2 separate regions of the Sus scrofa genome follow, and region 2 is linked to region 1. Evidence: chromatin contacts called from public promoter capture Hi-C data. All regions are on one chromosome and are shown on one strand. The core of a region is the stretch at or near the end of the contact, and the rest is flanking DNA. Distances in the headings are between cores, read along the strand shown.

Region 1 (4,979 bases), core at 1,498-3,997:
TGGATGGACCTATACCCAGAGCACTACCAAGGGGAGAAGAGACCCAATTCATATATAAAACAAAACCGGTGAAGAACCAGTGAAATGGTAAGGCCAAAAACTTCAAATCTTAAAAATGCTATTTCTCCCCTAGAGCTGGTAGTGCCCAAAACATGCACCATAAGCATAAAACTGCAAAACACAAATATGGAAATTTTTAGGATACGTATGTGCCCATCAGATTGTTTCATGATAAAGTGCCATGAAGGCTACTTGCTCCTGTGAAAAATACCGTATCCTCGGAGTTCCCATCGTGGCTCAATAGTTAACAAATCCGACTAGGAACCATGGGGTTGCGGTTCAATCCCTGGCCTTGCTCAGTGGGTTGAGGATCTGGCATTGCCATGAGCTGTGGTGTAGGTCAAAGGTAAGGCTCAGATCCCACGTTGCTGTTGCTGTGGCTGTGGCGTAGGCTGGCAGCAACAGCTCCGATTAGACCCCTAGCCTGGGGACCTCCATATGCCATGGGAGCAGCCCAAGAAAAGGCAAAAAGACAAAAAAAAAAGAAACAAAGAAAAATACCCTATCCTATCTATACTTACTTATTTCTTCCAACTACCAGCCTCCTACAGGCACATCTACAACATACCCAGAGATCTTTATTTTTGTTCACACCATTATCAGCTCCCTTCTCCCAATCTTCTCTCCAGCCAGCCAATCTTTACCTCTTTGCTTCTTCCAAATGACACAGGTACTCATAAGCCACATTTTGACGTCTCCTTTCATCCATCTCCTCTGCAGTAAGTCTCTCATTATCCAGGACAGCTAGAACATGAAAGAAAGAAGGTCAGCACAAGAATCTGTACCCTTCCTGAGTGATAAAAGAATGCCACAGCATCAAATTCCTGCTAGCCACCTAGAGTCAGGGTAATGTGTGCACAGCCAGGCATCCTACAGGGACTTTCCTAAGACAGGAACCACAGAGTTCGACCATATGCATCCTAATCTTTGTTTAAAACTACAATATTATGAACATGTACTAAATTTCAGGGTGACTTGAAAAATACTGACTTGAGATTTTGGTCCAAATCTGTGCTGGTCTATCCGCCAGACTCCTTCTAAATCCAGAGCTCTTCATGTTTTTCCCTCTTGTATTAATAATTACAGCCAGCAGTCATTGAGAAACTAAGTGGTGTAATTGTGATCTGCATTTTACATGCATTCTCTTAGGGAAGCCCCACAACAATCCTGTGATTATCACTCCCATTTTACAAATGAGGAAAGTGAGGCTGGGTGATCTTAGCCCCATGGCTTCTAAATGGTGGGGCCTGGATTCACACCCAGTCTGTCTCAAAAGCCTATGAGCTTAACTTCAAAGGAATCTGCTTCCCTTTATGGGCACCCAGGATATGGAATAAACTCCAAATTCCTGGGGTTGGCATTCAATGCCTGTCCCAGTTTAGCCGGACTGCTTTGGGAAACTCCTCTCCCTCCCCTCCCCCTACCACTGTGCACTCCACACCGCTCAGTTCCCAACCCGCACAGGGCTCTTCTGCTCGTCAATACCTTAGTTCACACTCTTCCTCTTCAGGTCACGTCTCAGGCCCCACCCTGCCCTGTCAAAACGCACAGCATCCTGCAGGGCTCTGTTCAAAAGTCCTCTCTGGGTTCCTCCTGCCTTCCCCAGGCCCCTCCCCCACCCCCACCTTATAGTGTAAGTCCAGCTGGTGCAGGGCATCTCTATCACTCCTTATTATCATTAGATAGTACACCTGCCTGTCTCTCTGATAAAAACATTCTTTCAAGGCAGGGTCTGGTCTTACTCATCTTTGTCACCAACGTGACACAATACCTCGTCGTATATAACTGTTGAGTGAAAGTATCTGAAAACACAACATTATTCATAGAATATAAAATAAAATCGAAAACCTCCAGACTCCAAAGGCCTCTCCTTTGCCCAGTGGTAACTAATCCGCCCGCAGTTCAGTGGGACAGGTACAGAAAATGAGGTTCGGAAAATGAGGAAGTCGGAGGTTTGGGGTTTTTTCCCCTCCACTTTTGAAATCCTGCAGAGGGATCCCGAGAAAGCTGAAGTGACCTGCCCAAGACCGCACCTTTCAGCTAGCCTGGGGCCGGGCAGGTCTGGACCCTGAGTCTACCTCGCAGGCAGCACTCGGGCAGCACCTTCTCACTACGCCCGTGCAGAGCCCGCGTCTCCGGTCCCTGGGACACGCCCTGCCCCGTCCTCCTGCCACCTCACCCTAGGCCGTCTCCCCAATCTTGGCCAAGCTGAGTAGCGGGAGGCGCTGGGTGGGGCCCTCCAGCCGCAGCGCCCGGGAGAAGGCGGGGAGGTCGCCTGGGTCCCCCCCGCCGCCGCCTCGGAGACCGAGGGGGCGCGGGTTAGGGTCCTTGCCGTCCGCCACCCCGCGACACCGGCTCTTCCGGGTACGCGCGGCCCACAGCCACCCTGCCCCACCCGCCCAGCGAGCCCCCGGGTAAACGGCGCCTCGGAAGCAGCGAGCCCGGCCCCGAGACCCCCGCGCTGCGGAGCCCGCACTCACAGCCATAGTGTGGCCGAGCCACGCCCAGTCCGTCAACTTCGTCCGTGGCGGACATGGCGGCCGAGCCCGGGTCTCTGCTCAGGAAGCAGCAAAACCTTGGAGGCGAGGGCGGCGGCGGCTGCTGCTCCTGCACAGTGCGCGGGCTGCCCTGGTCCCGCAGGCCCCGCCCCACGCCACCGGCCCCACCCGAAGGCCACGCCCCACACCGCCGGCCCCACCCGCAGGCCCCGCCCCAGCGGCCCCGCCTTGCCGCGCTGACCAGAGTGAGCGAAAGGAGGCGGGGCCTGACCCTCCCAACGCCTCCACTAGCCCCCGCCCTGCGCCCGCTACGCCCTCAAGAGGCGGAAGGAAGAAGGTGGAGCCTGCCCGCCAATCTTGCTGTCAGCTCCGCTCCACTGACAAGGCCCCGACCCGTTCTGGATCCCTGCCCTCGCCGGCCGCCGCCCCAACCGCACCTCCTACAAAAAGGCCACCAGTGTCGGTAGCTTGAAATAAAAAATGTGGGCACCCTCCTTCTCCTGCTTGCCTAGCCAAACTCTTCTGCACCCGAGTGCTCAGGGAAGGCCTCCTTTGAAGTGGCTCAGCGTGTTGTTGTGAACAGAGGCAAGACCCAAACTGCCTTAAGGGGCTGCACAGTCTGGCAGTCTGACTCAGTCTTCTCCCAGATTCGCCAGCAGTCGCCAGATTTGAACTGCTTAACTCCCCTAAGTATTTGAGAAGTGGATGCTAGAGCAGGAGAATTGTCCAGACTTCCTTCCCTTAGTTTCCTTGCCACTATTCTTTGCAAGTTCTTTTTAGGGCACTCTTTGCCTCTTTTAGGGATGCCTCTTCCCTTGCAACTTGTGGCCTGCCCTGAAAATATTGGAATTCAACGGAATTTTGTGCTCAGCCCTCTTCTGTTTTTTCTTTGCCCGCTTTATCCACGCTCACCTTAAAATGCTAAGGAACTCTAAATGTAATTCTCAGACCAGACTTTCTAGAAGCCCTGGCTCATCGTTTTCCGCTGTGTAATGGACATTTTAACCTGTGAAGCCCACGAACATTTTAAACGTGTCAAACACTGACCCTCCTCCTGTTAAAATCTGTTAATGGTGCTCAGTTCTCAGTCGAAACTTCGCGCTTGGTTCACGCCCTACAGGCAATCGGTATTTTTTTCTGAAGTGTCTTGATTTTGTCTCCATCACTACTGTGATTACATTGTTTAGATTGTCATCACCTCTGTTTTCCCTCATGCCAACCAACTCCCTGTTCTTTCTAAAGTGCAAACACGGCCGTGTTCCTCCATTTTATAGTCTTTTGCTAATACTCCCTTCAGGATGTGGTCCAACTTCCTTAGCATGCCAAATAAGCTACTTCACAACCTGGCCCCGGGCTTTTTGCTCAAGCAATTTTTAGTTTATCCACTCTTCCTTCAAAATATTAAAGTGAGATACTTGAAAACCTATGAAAACAAAATACCCTCATTGAAAAACAGGCAAAAGTTTATTACAAAATCAGAAATTAGTGCTTAAGCTCTTAAGTTTACCATACAAATTTTATTCTGTTTATAAGTCATATTGCCATATTGGCATATTTTACCAATCACTTTTCAAAAACTTTGAATGATTTTTGGTCCCATTCACAAACAGTTAATTCAACATCTTCCAACATTTAAAATTATGTCTATAAACTTAATTTATTAGCTTGTCTTTTTAATTTCTTCAATTGTTTAGCCTAGAATCTTTTCAAGCCTTAATAATCCCTATAAATGAAATAAACATACAAATATAATGAATCTTCAGTTTTCTTAGATGACCCAGTTCCATTTGTAAACTTGGTAAAATTCCAACTCAAGATCTTAAGTCTGAAGCTAACTCAATTTTATTTAAAATAAGAATTATAGTAATATAACAATTATATAATTATTATAACTCATTTTTAAATTTAATAAGTTTATTATAATAATAAGCCAAACAAGACAAACTTTCTTAAACATCGCAAGTGCATTAAATGTGAAATAAGCACACATTTCTTCTAAATTCCACATATTAATCCCATAGTTTTTGTCCAAGAAAAAACTTAGTGCTTAGTTCTAAAGCGTCTGAGTTGAAAGACACAGAGCTGCTAAGAAAGACAGTTTCAGCCTAGTTAACTAAGACTACTTTTGATCAGAGATTTCTGCCAAACATAAGTTCTGGAGCTGCAGATTTTCAGAGCCATTCTTCTCACTGTACCAACTGTCATTTTGAGCCCCTTTTTATATTATGCCATGGACTTCAAAACTCATTACCTCTTCTGACTACTCTTAGAAATATGCGAGTCCTACCCAGCTTATCTTTTGATTTTATTTTATATTTCTTGGCCTTTAAAATACATATATATGTTCTTATTTTCATTCAAAAGAGCTTTTCAATGGATAAAATTCAAATACGTAAATGTACTTTCTCTTGAATCATAAAG
Region 2 (5,288 bases), core at 872-3,371, 440 kb before region 1:
GTCAGTCCATACCTGCAACTTAGGTTGCCCCTGTGGCTCAGATGTGATCCCTGGCCTGGGACCTCCGTATGCTGTGGGGCAGCCAAAAAAAAAAAAAAAAATTAAAAAGATAAAATAAAATAAAATTTAAAAAGAAAGAAAAATCAACCCAGAAAGCAAGCAATCCTGTCTGCCTCTGGGTGCCCCGCCCATCCTGGCGACTGGCCCCAGGGGAGCCACAGCGGGTCTCAGGAAGAGGAGGGACCAGCCCTGTCTCAGAGGGCTGAGACCGCAGCCACCCTCAGAGGAGCTGGAACTTCCTAGTTTCTCCCGCCAATCCTGGCTTTGGCACAAGGAGAATTCTCTAAACTGTGTTGCTCAGAGGTGCATCACGAGGGGAGGAGCAAAGAGAGAGGAGAGGTCTGAGCGAGTGGGCGCCCGTCCTTGCCTGCCCTGAGTGGCTCCACCTCAGCCCCGCTCCCAGTTCAGGCTTCCACATACACTTGTAGTTTACAACACTTCTGTCCTTAAAAAGAATGTAGAAGCCACTCTTTTTTTTTTTTTTTTTTTTGACTGTGCCCGGAGCCAGGGAGCAAACCTGAGCCACAGCAATGACTTGCTAGATCCTTTACCCACTATGCCACAAGGGAACTCCCCTGGAAGCCGCTCTTCTTGAGAATGGGCGTCTGGAGGAAATCCTAGCTTGCCACAGCTGGTAACTGCTCCTTTTATCTCCTGGAACAAGTCCTGTTGGCAGGTTTTGTTCTCTTTATCGCTCCCGACCATTTATCTGAGGCCTTAAGGCCAGAGGGAGCTAAACTGAGCCTTTGACTTGGGGCTCCAGGAGTCCAGAAACCTCTGGATCACAGTTATCAGTTTTACACAGCAGTTAATGGGCAGTGCGGCGCCACGTGACAGAAGCCTGGCAACAGAGTTGGGGATGCCCTATGGCTTGGAGCAGGGCCTGATGGGAAGGGCCTGAGGGAGGAAGGGGCTGGGAAGAGGTTCCCACCTTCCTGGCAGGGGTCCAGAGGAGGGGGAAGGGTCTAGCCAGCGAGGCCTCCGTTTATGTTTGGATTTGGGTTAATCTGGGAGTCTCCCAAGAGCATCGGTTGTCCCGTGGTAAAATCCACTCGGTCACCCTCACCCCAGGTGCCCCCATTGCTCCTTGGCGTGCTCTGTGGGTCCCCTTCTCTCAAAATCTCTTCCTTGCTCTCAGGCCCCTCAAACAAAGCCTTGGCAGCGTCACCCACACCTGGTTTTAATCAAAATGTCTACACCACATCCATCCCTACATAGAAGGGCAGACAACCACATTTAACTGGTGTTTTCTCTAAAAGGGTAGGATTTGAGAGCTTTTTTGTTGTCTTCTTTTTGCTTACCTGAGTTCTCAGGAATTTCGGCAACTTAGAAGAAGCAAACTAAACTTTTAAGTCATGCACAACTGAATAAAGCACGCCCATACTTCACCATCTAGCTCCAGAACACCTGAGGTCCATGGTGAATGCTGTTGGGGCAACAGTCAGGCTCCTCCTATCCCATCACAGGACAAGGTCCTTCCAGTTCTGGCTAAACCACTTTGAGAAAAACCTCCTTTATAGGACAGAGTGTCTGTGGGTGGGGGGAGGAGCTAGAAGGGATGCGGTGGGAACGGGGATCCCAGCATGGCCAGCCCTTCTCCTTTTCCCAATTAGTGGGCTGGGTCTGCACTTACCTGCTCGCTCTGCTGAAGCCCCAAGTCAATGGTCGGTTCAGTGGTTCCCTTTCGCCGGCTCGGTGTCAGTGCCCAGCCTGTACTACCCACACCTGGGTACCTAATGGGCACTTTGGGTGTAGTCTACTCATGCAGACATTCATTGAGCACCTGCTGAATGCTGGGCCCTGGGGCCTCAAGCTGAGTTTCTTAGAGCTTGTCCTCAGGAAGGCAGTGAGCCCCCTCTGGGAGGGTTGGAAGGTGATCCCCGAGACATGCCAGGAGCTTCCTGAAGCTACGTCCTCCCTCCTGGCCTGGCAGATCCAATGAGCTGAGCTCTGCCCTTCCTTCTCCCTCCTGATGTAGAAAAGTAAAAGTCTGTTAACACGACTGGCTGTTGAATTTTACAATCAATTTGGTTATCCGGAGCAGCGTTTCTCAACCTCCGCACTGTTACCATCTCGGGCCAGATTATTCCTTTTCGTGGAAACTGTCCCGTGCGTGGGAGGAGGTTTAGCAACATCCCTGGTCCCTAAACACTGGGGACCAATAGAACCCCCGCCCTGGTTATGACAACCAAACATGTCCCCAGGCATTGCCACACGCCGGGGCAGGGGGGTAGGCGGGGAGTGGCATAAGAAGAGGAAGTCGGTGTGCCAGGGTTCAAGGCAACAGGCATGGTCTGCTGGGAACTGTGCGCTGAACAGCCGACAGCAAGGGCGAAAACTTCCAAAGCCCAAACCACCTGGCATAGCAGCACAACAATGGGGCCATTTAGTGTTCAGGGCAAACAAGCTTCTGTATTTCCAACGACCTCTGAGGACTGAGGACGTGGCGCTCAGGAAAATTAATGATAATGCTGAATTGAAAAAAGGAACAATCGGAGTTCCCGTCGTGGCTCAGTGGTTAACGAATCCGACTAGGAACCATGAGGTTGCAGGTTTAGTCCCTGGCTATGCTCAGTGGGTTAAGGATCTGGCGTTGCCGTGAGCTGTGGTGTAGGTTGCAGACGTGGCTCGGATCACATGTTGTTGTGGTTCTGGCGTAGGCTGGCAGCTACAGCTCCGATTAGACCCCTAGCCTAGGAACCTCCATATGCCGCAGGAGCGGCCCAAGAAATGGCAAAAAGACAAAAAAAAAAAAGAAAAAGAAAAAAGGAACAATCACGTTGATCACACTCTGTTTACTGAGGTGGGGAAGTGGATGAGACAGCTTTGCATTAAATATGTATTTAGAAAGCAGATCAGTGGTTCAGAGGTTGCCCGGGAAGGAAGGGCAGGGAAGGGGGGAGACTATGAGGAGTGATGGATGTGTTCATTAGCCCGACGGGGTGATGATTCCATGGGTACACACCAACATCAAAACAGATCAAGTCATACCCTTCAAATACATGCAGTTTAGAGTGTGTCAAGTATACATCAATAAAGTGGCTTTTAATTCTTTTTGTGTGTGTGGGTATGTCTTTTTAGGGCCGGACCCGAATCATATGGAGGGTCCCAGGCTAGGGGTCCAATCAGAGCTGCAGCTGCTGGCCTACACCATAGCCACAGTCACACCAGATCTGAGCCACCACGTCTGCCCCCTACACCACATCTCACAGCAACGCGGGATCCTTAACCCGCTGAGCAAGGCCAGGGATCAAACCTTTATCCTTATGGAAACTAGCCAGGTTCATGACCACTGAGCCACGACAGGAACTCCTAAAGCTGTTTGTAAAATGCATTTCATTGTTTAAAGGTTTTTTTTTTTTGTCTTTTTGCCTTTTCTAGGGCCGCTCCCGCAGCATATGGAGGTTTCCAGGCTAGGGGTCTAATCAGAGCTGTAGCCACTGGCCTATGCCACAGCCACAGCAACTCAGGATCCGAGCCGTGTCTGCAACCTACACCACAGCTCACGGCAATGCTGGATCCTTAACCCACTGAACAAGGTCAGGGATTGAACCCTCAACCTCATAGTTCCTAGTCGGATTTGTTAACCACTGAGCCACGATGGGAATTCCTGTTTAAAGGTTTAATGCTTGAAAGGCATGATTTTGAAAATTTACTCACGTGAAGTAGCCATTTCTTGACCATGCCAGATAAATGAGGTTGGTGGGTATGTATGTGTGTGTGATTGTAGTACAGAAAAAGAAAAGGAAAAAAAGGCACAAATGAACCTTTCCACAGAAAAGAACATCACGGACTTGGAGAATAGACTTGTGGTTGCCTAGGGGAAGGGGGAGGGAGTGGGATGGATTGGGGAGCTTGGGGTTAATAGATGCAGACTATTGCCTTTGGAATGGATGAGCAATGAGATCCTGCTGTGTAGCCCTGGGAAGTATGTCTAGTCACTTATGATGGAGCAGGATAATGTGAGAAAAAAGAATGTGTACATGTATGTGTAACTGGGTCACCATGCTGGACAGTAGGAAAAAAAATTGTATTGGGGAAATAACTAAAAAAAAAAAAAAAAGAAAATGAAAAACAAAAAACAAAAAACAAAAACGACTGTGAGCCTCAAGGCTAACCTAAGGAAGGAGTTTCAGGGATATAGAGAACATAGAGAACATAGAGCTCAGGCGTCCCCGCCACGAAGCCAGTGAGCGCCTGTCCACCAGCATAGGAGAAGCCTTGGAGAGTTTTTCCGTTGGATGATGCTAGCAAACCGTCGTGTCTGCAATGATATTATCAGGGGCTTGGGAAAATGAAATAACAAATGTAGTGCTGGCTGCCAGGAAAGGAACAGATGACTCTGGAAATTACAGGCTCCTCCACTACCTTTAATCCCTAAAACAAACATTGCTGGGGAAAAAGCCAGTTAATACCTGGCGGAGGGAGGGTGCTATCCCTTAGTGGGACTGGTACACCGGGGAAAACTTTATAGGAACAGGCTGCCCAGGAAAGGCGCCAGCACCCACTGTGCCTGGTGGTGGTGGGGGGGGTGCACTCAGCAGGGAAGGGTGCCAGGATGCCCAGGAGGGAAACTGTGGGCAGCCAATTATGAGGGGCAGTTAGCTGAGAGTTCAAATGCTTTTTTTTTTTTAAGGGCCGCACCCACGCTATATGGAAGTTCCAGGCTAGGAGTCAAATAGGAGTGGCAGTTGCTGGTCTACACCACAGCCACAGCAATGCCAGATCCTTTAACCCACTGAGTGAGGCCAGGGATCGAACCCACATCCTCGTGAATACTCATCAACTTTTAAGTCACTGAGCCATGATGGGAGTGCCTAGTCCAAGTGTGTTTTAGCTGATGGAGTCCACCTAGATCCTCAGGAGCCTGGAGAGAGGCAGGGGAGCAAGGAGAGGTCTTGCCATAGGGATGTTACGTGTGCCAATACAAATCTCTGTTTGCAGAGGCTGATTGTGCACTGAGGCTCTGCATTCATTTCTTCCTCCAATACTGATGGAGGACCTGCTGATGCAGGACCTCCTCCCGTGTTCCAGGTGTGAGGGAGGCCAGGCAGGTAAATAAGCCAGTTTATTTATCTTTATTCTTTGTTCTTTAGGGCTGCACCCATGGCATGTGGAGGTTCCCAGGCTGGGGGTCAAATCGGAGCTACAGTTGCAGACCTACGCCACAGCCACAACCATGCCAGATCCAAGCCGAGTCTGCGACCTACACCACAGCTCACGGCAAT

Evidence for each region. Promoter capture Hi-C pulls out the DNA fragments that hold promoters and counts their contacts.
Region 2: a promoter capture Hi-C map of liver shows a contact between it and region 1, with 3 times the contacts expected there. The contact joins the promoter of FURIN here to the promoter of IQGAP1 in region 1. A contact is called at or near these places in 1 of 5 promoter capture datasets (liver) and 1 of 2 datasets of contacts at active chromatin or transcription factors (alveolar macrophages).

Annotation. Positions count from the first base shown.
Region 1 is chr7:53,018,247-53,023,225 of Sscrofa11.1, reverse strand. It overlaps IQGAP1 (ras GTPase-activating-like protein IQGAP1), which reads right to left and starts at 2,747. Exons shown (of 38, transcript XM_021098910.1): 1 at 2,541-2,747; 2 at 705-804. The coding sequence starts at 2,595.
Region 2 is chr7:53,452,467-53,457,754 of Sscrofa11.1, reverse strand. It overlaps FURIN (furin), which reads right to left and starts at 2,121. Exons shown (of 15, transcript XM_021098916.1): 1 at 1,694-2,121.